Regions from separate parts of the Mus musculus genome. Here region 1 is linked to region 2. The links are chromatin contacts, called in public HiChIP or PLAC-seq maps. All regions are on one chromosome and are shown on one strand. The core of a region is the stretch at or near the end of the contact, and the rest is flanking DNA. Distances in the headings are between cores, read along the strand shown. Region 1 overlaps Halr1 (Hoxa adjacent long noncoding RNA 1). Region 2 overlaps Skap2 (src family associated phosphoprotein 2).

What was found. HiChIP or PLAC-seq counts read pairs in DNA pulled down with a chosen protein or histone mark.
Region 1: a contact with region 2 is called in an H3K27ac HiChIP or PLAC-seq map of embryonic stem cells, with 5 read pairs. The contact joins two enhancer-like sites. A contact is called at or near these places in 1 of 115 datasets of contacts at active chromatin or transcription factors (embryonic stem cells) and 3 of 9 other capture datasets (adipose tissue, liver and pancreatic islet).

What each region holds. Positions count from the first base shown.
Region 1 is chr6:52,104,956-52,107,720 of GRCm38.p6, forward strand. Halr1 (Hoxa adjacent long noncoding RNA 1) reads left to right here. Exons shown (of 3, transcript NR_110440.1): 2 at 1,816-1,941. Among named protein-coding and RNA genes, the nearest start is that of Halr1, 3.4 kb to the left of the region's middle. Within about 2 kb of position 1,411, at least 7 of the 459 cell types and tissues checked have an H3K27ac peak or open chromatin away from gene starts, as enhancers often do. A contact at or near this core is called in embryonic stem cells, where this site is marked.
Region 2 is chr6:51,946,503-51,949,202 of GRCm38.p6, forward strand. The region is part of intron 4 of Skap2 (src family associated phosphoprotein 2); the gene reads right to left. Among named protein-coding and RNA genes, the nearest start is that of Skap2, 65 kb to the right of the region's middle. Within about 2 kb of position 1,374, at least 9 of the 459 cell types and tissues checked have an H3K27ac peak or open chromatin away from gene starts, as enhancers often do. A contact at or near this core is called in embryonic stem cells, where this site is marked.

The DNA.
Region 1 (2,765 bases), core at 161-2,660, 160 kb after region 2:
TCTTTTAACAACTTTTTAGAACATCTGATAGAGCCCTTTGCTAAAAAAATTAAAAAAAAAATTTTTAATGTCCAGTGACAAAGCTTTTATAACTGTGATTGTGACATCCCCAAAACCTTGCTTCAACCTCTAAGTCACACCAGGCTCCTTGCTTGCCTTCAAAAACACAGCGTGATGCTTTTGTTCCGTGCCCTCTGTAGGAAATGCTGTCTCCTGCCAGGTGGGCTCCTCCTTCACCAACCGATCGGATTCATTTCTAAAGGGTGGGATCATCTCCATAGATCTACTAGGGCGCATTAGAAGACGTACTTCAAGAACCGACTTGTACAGTTGTCTTCCTGGACAAATGGGGGAAGACTCCTGAAAGACTTGCTAGCATCAGCTCTCCCCGCTTCTGGTGTGCCCAGCTGTTCACCAAATACTCAATAAATGCTAATGGGTGGGAAGACAATCAGCTTTGCACACAAAGAAGCCCTGCACCCACCAGGAAGTGCCTCCCTTTCCTGGAGAGAGCTATTCAGGCTGGTGGAGTCTGACCCTAGAAATCAGCCAGGAGCTGGAATGAGGTCAAAACGCGTTCCTTTAGCTTAAAAGAACGATCGATCGAGAGAGTGTAGGACCAAGAGTCAAGAGTGGATCAAATGCGCATGCTTGGGGATTCTCTGAGCTTTTCCTCCCCGTGGCTAAATTCTGACAGTACATACAACTTTCTTCAGAACTGTATTCTTAGGGAGCACTTGAAGAGGTTAAACTTCAGTGAACTTCCCACCCCTACCTCTGCCTCCTCCTGTCTTTTTCCTGATTTAGTAGACATCACTTGCACTAAGTGTAGGGATGTTCAAGTGGTCACTAGAAAATTCTTCCATACCCAAATACCTGCTGGAAAAAATACCACACCACTGTAGTCACAGTGTATCCAACTGGGCGTCATAACTGCGACTCCAATGCAGCAATTGTTCCTCTAAATATTTTCTTAAGTGTATATAAGTAACAAATATACTTTTTAATGACTGCAGGTTTTGATCATCGTCAAATGACTGAGTTTCACAGCATGGCTACCACACACCTTCTTTATGGAAATAACTAAGTATTTCTAAATGGCTTCCATTAACATATAGAAAAAAATGTTAATTCTTTTAAATGGCTGGTGGGGGATGCTATACATACTGTCAGAATTGAGCTTTTCCTAACAATTCTCTAAGCACGTTATGTTTGAAAATGCAATGTGTATACAGCAGAAACTGTATTAAGACCTAACAGGCTTTTATAAGTTTGTCCTTCATAAACAATTTTAGTTTCTAAAATATGAGAATGCTTTCCCTGCCAATTCCATATCAAAGCTCTGAGACTTTGCATGTCTACAGAGCAGAGTTCATGACCTCCTGCTAACCTTGTTAACAATCTACCAGGTTTCTAAAGGCTCAGCAGGGGTTAGAGTTAGAAGGCTCTGCCACTAACATCAATAACAGGATCTGTGACAACACTTGGAGAACATTTCCACCACGCTCACCAAGAAAGGTTCCAAACATTCAGAGACTGAAGCGCCGACTGAAAGAAATCTATGGTTAGTCATTCCAGACAGACTCTAGAGAGACACATTTCTTCAGACCTTGTTTTTAAAAAGTGGGAGTTTTAAACTCTCTCTCTCCGTGTGTGTGTGTGTGTGTGTGTGTGTGTGTGTGTGTGTGTTATATTACAATAGCCATACTTACTATTTTAAAGAGCTTTACCACAGACTTTTTAAATAGCCAACCTATGGACAAACTATTCATATCTAAATGAACTTAGAGTTCAAGTTTTTGGTTTGATCCACAGGCAAGAAAATATGAGTGAAGTCACAAATGTCACCAAGGAAAGGAAGAACAGAAAAATAACTTGAATATTCAAGATGGGCAGCCTAGTTCAACGACACATCAAGCCTTGTGAAAAGGTGACTCCGAGGTAAGAGTTGCCTGCTCTTCCAGAGAAGCTGAGTGCCTGAGTTCAGTCCCCAGCCTGGTGACTCATCGAACAAGTGACTGTAATTAATTCCAGGAGACCCACACCCTCTTCTGCCTGACAAGGTCACAAGACTTTTAGACACAAGTAGTGTACAAATGCACACATTTACACATTAATAAAAACAATCTTTAAAGACAACAACAAAAACTTCACATAAGACCAAAGAGAATGCATCTGAGTTTACAGAAACATATTAAGAGCTAATTTCAAAGCATTTGTAAACATTTTAATTCAATTTCAAGACATTTCTTAAAATCAAAAAATACTTTGCAACAATATTAATTTATCCATGGATTTTTGCAAAGCAGGAAAGTATGTTTTCTAACCTCCTTTTAAAAACCCGTTCTTGAACTGGGCATACTGGTACAAGCTTGAAAACCCAGTACTCAGAAGACAGAGTTAAGCAAATTTTTGTGGGTTCAAGGCTAGCCTTGTCTACATAGTGAGTTCCCAGATAGCCAGGGCTATGTAGAGACCCTGTATAAATAAATAAATAAATAAATAAATAAATAAATAAATAAATAAATAAAATTCTCGTGTGGGCTAGAGAAATGGCTCAACAGTTGCTGTACTTGCAGGGGTTCACAGCATCCTGGTGGCAGCTCACAGATGCCCGTAACTCCAGTTCTAGGGGACCCATCGCCCTCTTCTGGCCTGCTTGAGCAGTGCATACACATAGCACACAGACATACAGGCAAGCAAAAGCATCCATACACATAACATAAATAAAGTAAATCCTTTTTAAAAGTCTTACTCAATTCTCT
Region 2 (2,700 bases), core at 124-2,623:
ATGTTTATAATTTAAAAAAAGAACAAGTAGTTTATGCTTTATAAGTGGAGAACCTGTTTATAATCTCTAATAAACTAAAATAATTCAATTTCAAATTAAGCTCTTTCAAGCACAGTAATATTATACGCTAGAGAAGCAGTGAGGGTTTCCCCCTAAAGAAGAAGACACACTGAGCAGCCTTATCTAAAATGCATAGGAAGGAACAGAATTAATTCAGTTCTGATATGGAAATATCTACATAAACAAGACGAGATTATTTGGGAGACAGAATACAGGTTTAAACATGAAAGTCATTTATGTTTCAAATACATTTGATATATATATTTAAATAGTAATTTTACATAATATTTTAATAATTTTGTGCAAGTTTCATGGTGTGGAATTTTCCATTTGTAGTGGCGTGTCATTTTCAACTTCAGATTTTCAAATTAGGATTTCCTCCTGTATCCTTGACTCTTACTAGAGAATAGAACACGTTCAATGGAAGACATTTACAAAGTATGACTTTTGAGAAAGTCACTGGGCTAAACTGGAAAACCAACTTTTGTTTTCAGTCCTAACTTTAGACAAGTTACTTAACCTCTCTATACTGGTTCCTGTAAAACAGCCTGTCTGAGTCGGTACTAAGAGAATCCTCTGAAGCAAATGTGTGGCTGGAGCAAACACTCAGTGCTCTTACCATGCCAGACATTTATTCTGCTCAACTCAATCCATGCATGTACCACTCCTCTCTTAAAATCCCACCACCCCTCCGCCAGCCAGCTTCTGCATGTATAACGGGTCCCATTCTTGCAGAGGAGCTATCTAGACAGTATGCAGAGTAAACAACCTTGGTTTTCCACCATCCAGACAGACTGTGTCACACTGTTCACTACTACCTTTCACTTGAAAGCAGCATAGACAATACAGAAATGAATGGGCTCAACTATATCCCAATAAGACCTTACTCATGGCCAATGAGACTTCAATGTCAAATTGTGCTCACATGCTGGGAAACATATTCTTTTTTAATCATTTTAAACTGTGGAAACTACCTTTTGCTTACCGGCTAACAAAAACAGGTAGCCAACCAGAGTTTGCAGATCTACACACAAATATGAAGCCTTTCATTAGTAATTTTACCATCAGTAAAATCAAAGTAAATATAACAACTTTCCTAACTTCTGAATGGTCATATGGTTAAAATTTATTTTCACTTGAGAAACAACATGGACTGGGTTTTTCTCCCAGCTTGTCCTAGCCTAACACAATTGCACAAAGTAGCAGCTAAGACATAGCAAAGTCCTGCTCTCTGAGGTTGGAGTACAAGAATGTGCTCACAGAGACCATTATAATGGTAAAAGTTCTATTGCTATGTCAGTTTTATTGCTTATTTTACAAGATAATTAGAGCTACTGCCCATTTGTCTTTAGGACCACAAAAGACAGAAGACCAAGACATAAGCCTGTCCCTCAGCAGGGTACAATCACTAACAAAAGTAATTCTTTCAGGCTATATAAAACAGGGCATATTTAGCCTTTGAACAAAAGCATGGTGCATGTAAAACTCAGTGTTAAAAATAACACATGTGGGGGTTTTCCTTAGTTAAAAAACTTTCTTAAAAAATAAGTATTTATATTTGCTTACTTTGTAAGACTTCCCATTTTATAGCCACCAAACTCTGCCGAAAGGAGATGGCATTGTGGTGCCCTTGTAAAGATATCTGCATATTTAACCACTACTAGAGAGACAATAGACTAACTTGGCAATAAATTTTAGTTCCAAAAGAAGCTGATGGGGAACTCTTAAGAGAAAGACAAGTATTATCCATAGGCTTTGTAAAGCTGGTGTTTATATTTCCTTTAAATATTGAACCTTGGATAACTCCTGAATAAGGCAGGTGAAATGAAGCTGAAAGGTAGAAATCAATTTATGGTCACTTAGTTAACCTCCTTCTAACACATTCTTTTTTTTTTTTTTTAAGTTACATCAGTTTCTTTTTTAACTTAATTTTATTTTTAATTAATTTTTTACACACACTTTCGGTCACTTGATCTTTGACAAAGATGCCAAAAATATACAATGGAAAAAGAAAGCATCTTCAATAAATAGTGCTGGTCTAACTGGCGGTCTGTATGTAGAAGAATGAAAATAGACCCATATTTGTCACTTTGTACAAAGCTCAAGTCCAAGTAGAACAAGGACCTCAATATAAAATCAGATACATTGAATCTAATAGAAGAGAAGTAGGAAAGAGCCTTGAACTCATTTGGCACAGGGTGAAATTTCCTAAACAGAACTCCAATGGCTCATGCTCTAAGATCAACAATTGATAAATGAGCCCTCATGAAACTGGAAAGTTTCTGTAGGGCAAAGGACATAGTTGATAAAGACAAATCAGCAACCTAGAGATTGGGAAAAAATCTTCACTAACCCCACATCCTATAAAAGGCTAACATCCAAAATATATAAAGAACTCAAGAAGTTAATCACCAAAAAAACAAACAACCCAATCAAAAACTGGGGTATATACTAAACCAGGAATTCACAACTGAGGAATCTTGAATGGCTGAGAAGCACCTAAAGAAAAGTTCAAAGTCCTTAGTGATCAGAGAAATGCAAATCAAAATGACCCTGAGATTCCACCAATCATAATGGCTAAAATCAAAACCTCAGGTGACAACACATGTTGGAGAGAATGTGGAGAAAGAGGAGCACTCC